2 separate regions of the Mus musculus genome follow, and region 2 is linked to region 1. Evidence: chromatin contacts called from public Micro-C data. All regions are on one chromosome and are shown on one strand. Each heading gives the region's core, a stretch centred on a gene start, on an enhancer-like site or on the middle of the called end of the contact. The rest is flanking DNA. Distances are from core to core; before and after follow the strand shown. Region 1 holds the start of Prr15 (proline rich 15). Region 2 overlaps 9130019P16Rik (RIKEN cDNA 9130019P16 gene).

Evidence for each region. Hi-C and Micro-C count contacts between places; a contact is called where the count stands out from the background.
Region 2: a Micro-C map of trophoblast stem cells shows a contact between it and region 1, with 1.9 times the contacts expected there. The contact joins the enhancer-like site here to the promoter of Prr15 in region 1. A contact is called at or near these places in 3 of 39 promoter capture datasets (macrophages, second pharyngeal arch cranial neural crest and trophoblast stem cells), 10 of 484 Hi-C or Micro-C datasets (Sertoli cells, embryonic fibroblasts, embryonic stem cells and 3 more), 3 of 115 datasets of contacts at active chromatin or transcription factors (embryonic stem cells, heart atrium and pancreatic cancer cells) and 2 of 9 other capture datasets (adipose tissue and liver).

The regions. Positions count from the first base shown.
Region 1 is chr6:54,322,487-54,329,047 of GRCm38.p6, forward strand. It overlaps Prr15 (proline rich 15), which reads left to right and starts at 4,415. Exons shown (of 2, transcript NM_030024.3): 1 at 4,415-4,824. All of the region lies in intron 4 of 9130019P16Rik (RIKEN cDNA 9130019P16 gene), which reads right to left.
Region 2 is chr6:54,360,398-54,367,124 of GRCm38.p6, forward strand. All of the region lies in intron 3 of 9130019P16Rik (RIKEN cDNA 9130019P16 gene), which reads right to left. Among named protein-coding and RNA genes, the nearest start is that of Prr15, 37 kb to the left of the region's middle. Within about 2 kb of position 4,459, at least 35 of the 459 cell types and tissues checked have an H3K27ac peak or open chromatin away from gene starts, as enhancers often do. A contact at or near this core is called in pancreatic cancer cells and trophoblast stem cells, where this site is marked.

The DNA of each region.
Region 1 (6,561 bases), core at 3,165-5,664:
GTCAGGAAGCAGAGAGAGGAAAATGCTGGTGTTCTGTTCACTTTCTCCTTCGCTACTTTTTATTTGGTTTTAAATGAGCTGGTACCATCTGGGACAGTGTATCTCTTAGGTAATGCTAAATCCAGGAATGTTGATAACAAAGTAACTATCACCTAGTCTTTGGCACATGGTCATAGCAGCCCAAATGGACTGAGACCCTGTATTCAGGCTTGCACTATTATACAGAATCATTTGGACATGAGATTTTGGAATAAGAGCAAATAATGGATGTGAGAGATGATGCTGAGAAATCCTGCTTCATTTATTTAAATTGAGGTGTGTGTCAGTCACCCTTCCATTGCTGTGATAAAACACCATGGTCAAAGCTTAGAGAAGAAAGATTTTATTTGACCTTACAGTTCCAGGACGGTAAGAATCCATTATGGACACAAGTAGCAGGCCTGGCAGCAGGACCAGGAGCTAAGAGCTCACAGCTTGAGCTAGAAGCATCAAGCAAAGAGAACAAACTGGCAAAAGGATGAGGATTTAAGCTCTCACAGCCCATTCCCAGTGACATACTTCCTCTAGCAAGGATTTATCATCTAAACGTCCCCCAAACAGCACCAGCAACTGGGGACCAAATGTTCAAATGCCCAAGACTCTAGGGAACACTTCTCACTCAAACCACTACGATGTGACTTGATGACAAAGTATCAAAGAACCACATAAATACTGAGCACTGTAACTCAGAGGGACAGAGCTGAAGATAGAATCAAGACTTATTTTATAAATGGTCTTTCAGGCCACAAGTAAGACAAAGATGCCCAGAAGGAGACTCAAAGCTGAATCTCAAGAGATCTAAAATCATAGTGTCTAAGCTCCAGCTCTGAAGTCAGAGCTGCATCCTCATCCTGCCTCATCCTGCCTCATCCTGCATCCTGGCTCTACCATCACAAGGTGTTCTACCCAAAGTACCACTTACCTTCTCTGGTAATAACTACCCGTTGTTCTCAGGGTTGAAAGAAAGAACATATAGATAGCATCTGGCATGATATTGATCTCATCAGGACAGCAATAAGCAATGAATGGATAGAGCTTGCTCTAAGATCATCAATGGGAAGGAAGTCAGAGAAGGAGCTGCAGTGGAGGGAAGGATGCAGAATAGTAAACATATTATGAGATAGCCAATGATATTGACATAGGCAAGAGGAGAGTGTCAGCGTGTGCTCTAAACAATTCAATTTCTGTATACATATTTGTGTATATATTTGAATATATTCACATATATGTATGTGTATATATACATACATGTATATATGTATGTGTATATATACATAATGTATATATGTGTGTGTATATATATATATATATATATATATATATATGAGAGAGAGAGAGAGAGAGAGAGAGAGAGAGAGGAGTTGGTTTCATCTGAGAACCAGGATGACAAGAAAGATAGTTGGTTGGTTTCAACAAGAAGGAAGGCAGGCTAGTGAGTAGAGAGAGGTCCTGTGTGCCTAGCATGCTCAAGCCCCAGGGTTCCATCTTCAGCAACGTGAAAAGAAAATCAAGAAGGTGAGCCAAAGAGATCTGTTGCTAGAAGAAAGATCCAGCACAGACCCCACTACCCCTGCCCTGCAGACCAGCCAGAAGAAGCCCTAGCCTGTTCCTATCACCAGCATTCTCCATGAAATTGCTTTGTGAAAAGGGGAGAACAGAGAAACTACGAGTTTCAAACCTGTGACCTGATGGCAGGACGCATGGGGGAAAGGAGAGAGGAGTGGGCCGGCTCAAAGGCTTGGTGCGGGACTAACCTGGAGAGAGATCGAGAGCAGACTCTGTACAAAAGCTGGCCTTGCTTAGATCAACTATTTAGAAAGACCTTAAGAAAGGAACATTTAAAGATAACCCAGTAACTTGGCAGGGAGATGAAATGCCTGGTTGTAAAGCTTGCTTTAAAGGGTTAAATGAATCCAACACTGACGCAAACCCAAAGAGAGCACAACAGCATGTTCAGAGTGACAGAGTTGGAGGCTGTGAAGGAAAAGGCATGTCTAACTGTCAAAGGGCAGGGGTGACCATAGAGATGGAGAAGAAAAGGAGAAAGGCATGGAGCTAACAAAGAAGGAAAGGACAAGAACAGGAGATATGAACGTGAGGTCAGCAAGAGTAAGAAGAACAAAGCCAAGACACACCACAGTTCTCTAGGATGAGTGCAGGGTACGTTGGTTTCTCTGGTATGATCGGCTGTATTCCTTAAGCATTTGTTCAGATTCCTTCCAAAGCCCACCCCTACTGGAGAGATGTAGTGACATGATCAGTTTCCCAGCGCCTCCAGAAATTTCAGGTTTGCTGAGCAAAAATGTCAGCGCTAAACTCCAAGATTCTGCAAGGTCTCCAAGACCTTAGTTCCTAGCACCCAGTTCTAGAAACTCATTCCTTAAGTGGGTGATCATTTATTTTGCCAAGAAAGCAACTGTTAAGACTCTGCATTGGCCCCAGTCCCAGCTGCCATTGAAAGTCTGTGTCCTACTCAGCTGCCCAGTGTCACCTCCCAGGTCTGCCCAGCCACACTCTGTGCTTACATCACCCACCTGCCCTTTGAGCCTTGAGAAGCCCAGCATCCTTCACACCTTGAGGCTCTCTTAGCTGCTGTTTACCCTGCTTTTCATGACTCTATTCATTACACACACACACACACACACACACACACACACACACACACACACACACACACACACTTCACCTTTCTATGGATATATTCACCCCCATCTAGTGGTTCTCTCATTTATAAGGTGCTTCCACTCAACCCAGGAGGCATAACAGAGACATTTGACATTGCTGAATGTATTTGAGGAGCTATCTTATTGAGAGATGAAGGATTTGTTTATTGAGAAAATGCTTGTGGCTTTGTGAAAACCACACTAGATGAAAAGCCATTCAGCAAGCTAGTGTCCTTTTCCTGGTGTCTTCATTCTTTCAACAATGTGCTTGACAAGGGCATGTCCCAGCTCCATAAACGGTGGTGGTGGCGACTCCCCAGACAAGCTTTTCTCATCATATGACATCTGCCTCCGGAAAGCTTCCTTTAAAGCTGGCAACTAGTCTTTATCAAGTACCAGTGTTATGGTTCAGTGTCCCCACTTTAAAACTAACCTCAAGAGTCAGTTTTGGTGGTATGCCAGAGTTTGAATCCAGTCTTAGTTACATAGTGAAATTCCACCAATAAAGAAAGGAAGGAAGGAGGAAGGGGGGCAGAGAAGGAGGGGAAAGGGGGAGGAGAGAGAAAGGGGCAGAGGGAGGAAGGGGGAGGGGAGTTCTCTAATCTCTGGTTAGAAACAAATCATTTCCAAATACACAGTGTATGTTCATCTTTCATTTTTTAATTGAATCCAAACTAAGACACCAACCAAGTCCTTGTATTTTCCTCTTCCCTACTGTATTGAAAGTCTCTATAAAATTCCTGCCTGCTTATCAAATCCTTATTGCAAGAGATCAGAGTTGGTTGGTGATCTGTCTCTCACCAGGCTTGTCCCGCAGAAAGTGCTCAAAGCAGACAAATTGCCTGGACTGCCTACCTTAGAGGCAAAGAAAGGGTCCTACTTGCATGTCTGCAAGCCTAGAGACCCCCAAAATCTCTTTCAAGTCGTAACTTCGCCTTAGTTAGAGAAATGTCTCCTCTAATACCGTTTTTGACAAATAACCACCGAGCTAAAGCACCTTGCACGGTGCTGGGGCCCATTGGTTCACCCTCTCAGTGGCTCTGGGCTGGAGTAATATGCTTGGATGGGTGTCGATGCGCGGTCGCCCAAACGCGAAAGATGCTTTGTAGCATAGGCACTTAGTTATGGTAAGAACCCAAGACTAACAAGCTGATAAGCTGGAATCAAACTTCCAACCCCGTTACTTCGAGATTGCCCTTCAGCATGCAATCCTGGACAACTGTTTAACCTCCGCAAAGCCATGGTTCCTTTGCAGGTCTGTTAGGAGCCATAGTGCCCAGGCCTGGGGCGGTCTGATGAGCAAGTGAGTTAACCCAAGTGAGTTGACCCAAGTGAGTTATAGTACTAGGATAGCGCCCGATGACAGCAACGACATGGTTCTCAACTCTTAGTCTTTTAGGTAAGGGCGCTTGAAACTCCCAAACAATGACAGAGTTTGAATCAGCTCTCCGAGTTAGAAAATTTGAAAGCCTTGGGACTCAAACCTCAGCGCAAGAACGGAACGCGAGCAGGGAGGCGGCGCAGCACAGCTTTTTCTCCAATCAGAGTCCGCAGGGCTGGAACCACGTTTGCAACCTCGTCCAATCTGGTCCCCAGAAGGGCGGGGACGCCTACCTGCACCTGTAGCCTGGCGGCCGCCTCCTGTCCCACCCTGACCCTCCCCTCCTCCTCAGTTCTGGTGTCTTCAGGCCTTTGGCCAACCACCAGCAAGTGGGCAGATGTCTCAGCGCGTTCCTACGGACGCTCAGGAAGGGTAGTGCGCCGGAGTCAGTAGCCCAGGTCCTGTCTAGCTGAGGCCAGAGAGCAGAGTGAACGGGAAGAAAGGACGCGCCCTAGAATGTGAGACTCCCACCGGGAAAGGCTGACCAGACTCACCCTGGGGCGGAGGATCTGACAGTCCCTGCCACCTGAGCGGACCGTGCTGCCAACCCCAGGTTGTTCCGACAGTGTGCGAGTGTCAGGGGTGTTGGGCGAGATCAGCAACAACGATTCCTGCATCTCTCCTAGTCAGCGATAAGGGACACCGCGACTAAGCTTCAGGCACCCGGAGACGCCCCCTCCGTGTTCTAGACAGCCCGCGCGGCGCAGCGCGGCGCCGCAGTGGCCCTGAAAGCCCCTACAGGTGAGTGAACCAGAGTCCCTCTGCGTCTCACAAGGCAGGCCCTGGCGCTACGAAGTCCCTGGAGAATGCTGTCTAGCGCTTTGCAGTGCCCCTCCTCCTGCTGCCAGAGGAGAGGCCCCCCCCAGAACAGTGATCTGCCTACTTTTGCATTATTTGCCATCTTTTCCTTGCGCAATTCTCACAAAGCCTTTCCGTACACACCAAGTTGGTCACTGTGGAAAAGAAAGTGTTGGGTGGCTGCCCACCACCATTAATAAATGCCTTGGGGTGCGGTGTTTTTCCGATCTGCAGAATAGGGAGTAAGACGTTTGTAGACCCCAACGTTGACGGTGCCTAAGGGTGTGGGCGCCTTTCTTAGGGAAAGAACTTTGAGCTGGTTCTGCTTTTACGGTTTTCAAGCCCCAGTCCGAGTGAGTCCTCAGGACATCCCCAGGGAGGAGATGGCGCCTCCCCGTAGGCGCAGAGACTTCCTCTACCAGGCAGTTCCGGGAGAACCTGCAACAACAAACGGCCGCACAAGTTTCCCTCCTGCGCACTGGCGAATCCCAGGAGCGCCGCGGTGCGTGGGCTGCGAAGCGGCGGAGCTGAAACCTAGAAATGGGCGGCGCGCGCGAGCCCTGCCCACTCGTGGTGGCCGTGTCCAGTAGCACGCTCACAGGAAGTGTGCCAAGAGTCTGGCTTGCACTATCAGGAGCGTCTGGGCTCCGTTATTCAATGGTTTTCTGGAGTTCCTGGTTGGGCGCTCTCCTTTGGAGGATGGAAAGGCAACCAGCAAAGAAAAGTACCAGAAGACTTTGTTTACAATAAGTAAAATCCTCAAGAGATAGAGAACTATGAAAGAAGGGTTGGGACCCGCGGCCTTCCAACAGTGTGGAGATTGGCTCTAGGGAGTTAAAGGAAGAGTGGGATGGCGGTTTCCAAGGGAAGTTAAGTCTAGACAGCCTCTGAAAATCACAAGGCAGAAGTGGTTTGAAGCAGTTTGAAGTAAGCACAACCATGAATTTATGCTCCCCGCTTTCTCACTTGGATACACCGCTCATCACCGCTCATCCTAGAAAAAGACTGCAGAAATTTGAGCCATGCTTACTAGCTTGCTCCTTATGGCTTGCTCAGCCTGCTTGCTTGCTTTGCTTTGTTTGTTTGTTTTTCGAGACAGGGTTTCTATGTATAGTCCTGGCTGTCCTGGAACTCAAACCAGGCTGGCCTAGAACTCAGAAATCTGCCTGCCTCTGCCCGCCTCCGGATTGCTGGGATTAAAGGCATGTGCCACCACTGCCTGGATTTCAGCCTGCTTTCTTATAGAACCCAAGACTGCCAACCCAGAAATAGTCTAACCCACAATGGGCTGGGAACTCCCTCTTCAATCACTAATAAAGAAAATACCTGATCTTTATTCATCTGTAGTGGGCAGGACAAGCTAGGTTCCCCACCCCACACCCACACATTCCCCTCCTGGTGTTCCTCTGAAGGGTGGCGGTTCTAAGGGTAGGTGGGCACATGTAGTGGTTGGCAGCGGTTGTAGGGTAGGTAGGTGGGCACCTGTAGTGGTCCTTATACAGTCAGGCTGAGTGGCAGACCAGCCCATACTTCCTCTGGAGCCAGGTTGATCTCCACTGGATAGCTACTGCACTTGCTTGGGAGGTAAGGCAAAGGTTGAGGTCGGGCGGGAGTTCAAGGAACTCAACCTTGTAGATCAGGGTTGTTCTGCAGGTGGCCAGTGGTCACAGAGTTGCCATG
Region 2 (6,727 bases), core at 3,209-5,708, 38 kb after region 1:
TAAGTGAGCAGCTCTCTGACCCATCACCTACAAGCAGAAGAGAACCCGGTACGTGCAGAGGTCGGCCACAGCTTCAAAGTGGCTCGCTCATAGTTACGCTTTGTCAGGAATTTGAGAAACATTAACTGAAGAAGAAACTGAAAGATATCTATAGCTTTATCAAATATGAACATTTTTTTGCATTTTATTTCAGGCTTTTAAAAAAATGTGTTTTAGAACTAGTCAAACAGATCGGCTAGAGTGAATGTTCCCATCCTTAAAAACCTTTTTTTTTTTTTTTTTGGAAATAACACTTAAAAGTTAAGAAAATTATTAAATACATAGGTTATTTCCAATCACTGTTATACCCATTAGAAAAATTCACAGACATGTGAGCCAGGAGCTCAGAGAACAGGGGTTATGGATGTCCTATAGCTATGAAAACATGGATATTTATGAATAACAACGAATTAAAAATGAAGCAAAACAAGTCACTAAGTTTAAAACTTTTTGATGATTCTTCTGTTGTAGTAAAAAAATTGATTGGGGGTTTCTACCCAACCTTGGATCATTCAGTTCCCAGATAAAGGACACAAAGGCTTTATGATCATAACTTTAAAAGCATTAGAGCTGGGCAGATGCCAACCCTCTATTCTACTTTGTCTACTATCCTGTTAATAACCTGGAAATATAACGTGTCATGTTCCACCTGGGCTGCTCTTACTGCAATTGGCCAGCCCTCGTGGCCATGTTCTCATCTCATGATTCACCTACATCATGGCATCTTCTCTTCATCTTCCTCTTCTTACGATCTCTGCTTAAAGACCCCAAGTCTGGGAACCAAAGCCCTACCTACCTCTCTTCTGCCCAGCTATAGGCCGTAGGCATCTTTATTCAACCAATAGTTTTAAATTAAGGAGCAAGGTTACTAACATCACGTGATTTACGTGAGATCTCCTTGGCCCTAGGGGCAACTAGACCTTGGGGACCAATATTTAGCACTACAATACATAGCAACATACCAAACCTCAAACACCCTTAATAATGATGAAAAAAAACAAAGTTGCAGAGACTAGATAAATGAGAAATCAACATTTTACCTTTAAGGGATGACAGCACCTGCAGTATCAGTTGTGACATAGAAAACTGGAAACAATCAAAGTGCCAATCTACCAATAGATACTGAAAATTATGGTAAGTTAATACAAAGGACCATTGTGGAATCTTTAGAAAGAGAAAGATAGGTTTTATATACGTGTTGATATGGGAAGTTATCTGGAACATATTGATGCACCATAAAGTTTAAAATAAGAAAACTATTGTTTCAGTATTTTGTACTCTACACACATGCCATTAATTGGGGAACAGATTAGCAGAGAAAGAAGAGCCCCAGCTGAATCAAGAGGGTGCACTTGTATAGGACCATTGAGTGGGGGCGTGTTTCTTAGGTTCTGGGGTGGGTTATTTCTTTTCCTCTTGATTTATAAGCCATGAAGCAACGACACAGCTGCAGCGTTTTAGCTGCAGTTAGTTCCTCCAGGCTGGTGTGCGGTTTATACAGTCCTTCATGATAACAATGCGCATCACTCAGATGCCTGGTCAGTTCCATCCTGTCCCCTTTGCTGGCTTCCTTTGAGCACCTGGGACTCTGTCACTATGTCCGCAGCTAAGCTCTCAACATGAGTCTCTTCTGTTTCTTTGGATGGACGTGTTTTCAGTTGCAAGCCCTTTGCTGGTCAACAGACTTAAGCTTTTTCCCCAAATTAAAATCAAACAGTGGAAAGAGAAAAATAACACGCATGGCAACAGTTCCGATAGAAGCAGAGCGCTTCCAGTAACAAGCACAAGCTCTTACGAGCAAGGAGCACTCGACTGAATCCCTTAAGCTGGCTCTTCTTGACCGAGTGTGAAATCATAAACAGTTGAACGATGTCGTGAAGTAGTGTAATGGAGCTGTTAAGATATTCCAAAGACAAATAATGCCATTTCTCACCATAACTAAGGTAGATTAGGTGAAATGTTTCTATGATCCCACTTTGAAGAAAGATTATTCTTAGTGTTAACATGCAAAAATACCTTTTATAGAAAGTTGGATCAATCAGTTAGCCATTGTTATATCTGGAATATGAAAGTTAGGGTGCTTTTCTTCTTAACCCCCCTCCTGGGCTCCTTAGTATGCCATTTACACCTTTTTCATAGGGATACCATCAGATTATTTTTCTTGGGATGTCTCTAGTTGATTGTGGATCATTCTTGAAGGCAAACTGGTTCACAGGTTGTCAGATACCACCCCCCCCTTTCCTCATACTGGGTGTGTTTTCTCAGCACCCCACCCCCTTCCCGATCGAGGATTCCGAGAAGTGATTTATTTAGGTCAGATGTAATATTAACTTGGGTTCTGCTCCATGTCCCTTGATGTCTGGGTGGTGTTCGCTGCACCTGCTGGGTTTCCCCCACCTTTTACACACTCCATGTGTGGCTCTAGTGAATTCCGGGCTACCTAACCTTGTCCTGATGCTAGCTGTTCATTTCATAAAGTGTAATACGTAGCGCAACAAAGGAGGGTTTGGTTTTTTTTTGGGGGGGGTTGTTTGTTTGTTTTTGTTTTAGGTTTTTTTTATGGCACAGTTGGTAGACTCTGGCTTTCCAGGTTGGAGGCTGAAGATCCAGGGCACGGCCAGATGTTCCCTGGCTTCATTCCAGGGCACGGCCAGATGTTCCCTGGCTTCATTCCAGGCCTGTGGAGGTTCTGAGTTTCCTAACTCAGCTCTGGGAGCTCGAGCTCCATTCCTTCCACCACCGCTGACAGCAGCAGGTGGAGTTTGGAGGGTGCTTGGGATGTTTTCTGTGTTTTAAGGAGCAATCCAGTAAGGTAGCACCAGGGTCTTGCGGGCACTCAAAGCCAGCAGCTTGTTTCCTTTGGGAGAGGACTGTCCTCTGCTTGCAGATGTCCTAGGCCTTCCTGTGGCTTGAGAGCATGGCAGGACATGAACTCAGAAGTCACTTGTTTGTTAAGAGTCACCCTCACTCTGCTCTTACCGTTCCAACTCCACATGACCCGTAGAGGGAGCCTGTCTGTACAGCCCAAATTGCATTTGTCTTTTGCTAGGCCGGTGGGTCAAAGTGGCTCTCCAGCATGCCTGTCCCTCTGTGACCTTGATGCCCACTGCTTGATATGTAAAGCCAGCATTTTGGCTGGCTGAACTAACGTCTTAAATTGTATTTATGTACAAGGTGAGGCTGAGGCTGCCATTAAGTAAGAGAGAATTGTAATAGTAGTTGGAACAGCCTATAATATAAAAAACATTGTGTGTGTCCTAGTTTGCTTTTGTTTTTGTTTTTTTGCATTCTGTTGCTATTAAATACATTATGACCCAAAGCAACTTGAGGAGACAAGGTTTTATTTGGCTTATACGTCCCAGTCTCAGTCATTGAAGGAAGTCAGGACAGTGGTGACTCAAGTAGGAGCAGAGGCAGGAACCTGGAGGAACACTGGTGACTGGCTTGCTTTTTAAGAACAGGGGTCGGATAAGGTTTAACCTTGCCTCAGACCCATAAAACCAGCAAGCCAACCAAAATAAGCTCTGTATCGTTAGCACCCAGTGTTAACTATACAGCAAAGCCTTTCAGGTCGCCTTACCCACTTGAGAACTCCCTGGTATTTGCTCTTAAGACAAAGGTTTAAAATCACAGAAGAGGGAATGAATTTAGGGGATGAGCAATACAAGGACAGCAATGGCAGGGGGTGTGTCCAGGACCCCTGAAGGTGTCTGTCTGAGAGGAAGTGAAAGGGCTCTGCTAGACGGCAGGGCTCCTGGCCCTCAAACAGGACTTACTCACAATGCTCCTCAAACAACCTCTGACACTTCATCACATCTGTAAGCCAAATCTACAAATGCTCATTCCTCTTCGCTTTAAAAAACAAAGTCCCCAAGGGCTTCTTTTCAATGACACCAAAAGCATGTACAGTAACTTACAGCTGTGATTCCAGCACTTGGACTAAGGCAGGACGATGGCTATGAGTCCAGACGGGCCTGTGATACATTGCGAGTTCCAGGCCAGCCTGGGCTATAGAGTGAGCCTCTGTTTAAAACAAGCATTTTTTAAAAAAGTATAAGTTAAAACCAACTGAATGCACTACTTAAATTGAAATGTTTGCCAAAGAAACAGAAATTTATTTTACCACGCTGCTCTGAGAAGCAGGACACGCCTGTGGCACAGGGGCTGAGTCAGAGGGTGTGGTGAGAACAGAAACAGAAAACTGATAATCTCCCTCCAAAAGCCAAACAAAGCAAATCCTGCTGTGGAAACTCCATTCTTTTTGCTAACAAGGTTATGCTACTTTAAAGCTGGCCCTTGCTGCGAACAGGGGAAAGGTCCGATCAGAGCAAGGTTCGCCTTCATCTCACACTGTGATCGGTGCATCTGTGTCCGCACTGGCCGGCCCTCACCTCCATTCTGTCCACTCAGCTTAGGCCTGGGCTGTATTGAGCCTGCACCACTGTAGGAGCCTAGAACAGGGACTCCCTGCCATGTCATTGTCTGCAGCTGGTGACCTGTCCCATTAATGGTGACTTGTCGGGTCATGCAAGGCAACAATGCTTCTCTGTATCTACAGGCAAAGTCCAGGCTCTTTAGCTACACCCAAGATCTGGGGCCATCCTCCCCTCAGACTGCCTGGGTGCTCTGTCTTTGTCCCAGCCAGGATCAATCATTCTATCGGTTGCTATTCTGGGTGTGGGTCAGATACACAGTATGCATCTCTGTTCTTGCTCAGCCCGAACCGCCAACCCCCTTCCCCGGCCTTCTAATGCTTCCTTCTGGATAAGTCAGGACTTTTGTCTTTCAGGAAGGTGTCCCTGAGTGTCCTAGCACAAAATGCTGGAGCTAGTGCTACTTGCACACATTAGGAACTCATGTGGCAACCTAGCTTGGTATTGGCCCAAATCAATCCTACAAAGTCTCTTTAAATCTAGACCGCAATGGAGGAGGGACAGGGACTTGGGAGGGGTCCTAGGTGACAATATCTTGCTCCCAATTAAAAATGAACTAACATGTGAAAGGTTTCTGTCTCATACATGAAATTTGGGGGAAGAAGTGGTTTTAAAGGCCTACGAGGAGCTATTTCTCTTGGCTTGGCTTCCTTCTCATGCTCAGAGGGTGGCTATAGAAGCTACAGGCTCTGGTCTCCTAACAACCAGGCCTGCAGAAAGCAGAAAGACTTAGTCCCAGACTTCCTAGAGCTCCTTCTTCTCCGTGGCCCTGATTATCCTTGAGATAGACGACCTGCCTTTTGTCAACCTGTAAGCATCATGGCTGTAGGGTGAGAGCTGTTCTATGAACAATGCTTTTGTTTTTTTTTCAAGTAACTCTTGAGAGAGAAGAGAGCATTCACATAATGTTTATTATAACATATTGCTATGATCATTCTATTTTGTTATTGTCGTTAACCTCTTACTGTGCCTAAGTTATAGACTAACCAGTCACAGAGTGGATAAGATGTTGGTTATGGAGGCCTAGTGGGTGGGAGCTCATAAATGGGAGCTCCTTACTTCCCACTGTTTCTTCATCCCAAGTCTCAGGGTACAACCCCTGCCAGGTAAGAAAGGACTTACTGCATGCATGTGTGTGGACCAAACCAGAGTCCTAGCTCAGACATACTCTTGTGTAGAGCCCAGGTCCTTTGCAGAGGGAGTAACAAAGCAAATCTCCCTGCTGGGGACTTTGCGGTGAGCTGGCAGCTCTTTACCATTTTAACTTCTGGTTAGCTCAGCACTTTTTATGTTTCTTAACTAGCTAGGCAAGTTTTATTGTTGTTTGGTTTGGGGGGTGGTTTTTTAATTTGGTTGGGTTTGGGAGTTTGTTTTGTTATTGTTGTTGTTTGGTTTGGTTTGGTTTGGTTTGGTTGGGGTTTTGTTGTTGTTTGGTTTTTGGGTTTGTTGGGTTTCAGGGATTTTGTTGTTGTCGTTGTTTGGTTTGTTTTTTCTTATGTGTATGGATGTTTTACCTGCATGTATGTCTGTGCACCACATGGGTGCCTAGTGCTTACAGAGGTCAAAAGGGGGCACTGGATCCCCGAAACTGGAGTTACAGACAGCTCCGAGCCACCATGTGAGTGCTGAGAATTGAAGCAGGCCCCTCTGGAAGAGCAACCAGCTCCTTCAGTTGGCTTTTCTTTGTGCTGTTAAATTCCTCATCTCTGCTTTACAAATTCAAAAACAGTAGGAAGTTGACCTGTAAACCAACCAAACAACAGCCCCAGAACTATACAAAATGACTGATATAGTCTCTGAAGCTATGATATAGTCTCTGAAGCTGACTTCACAGAGGTTGAGGGAGAGGTGAAGCCGAGCCTATCTCTCACAGTTATGCTACATGTCTGTGCCAGGCACTGGACTAGACCCTTTTATGTTATCTTACTCATACTTTCTGAGCCACGTTCGTAACTGGGCCCCACCTAACAGATGGGAGACCCGAGATTTGGAGAGATTTGCTATGTCCCCAAGGCTACCAAGACACACTGCTGCACTCCAGTGCCATAAGAAACATTAAATTTGCTGTTGACATTCTGCAGTCTGGTGACAGATGAGCATGTGCTGCAGTGACACCGGCCATGCTTAGATGAAGCAGAGAGGCACTCTGACTGTTCACACACTGGCCCAGGACATGGCCTCCAGCCCCCAGCAGACTCCTGCTTCCTTTTCTGAGCTGAGTTAAGGCCGTTTTCCATGTGGCAAGCTTGTAGAAA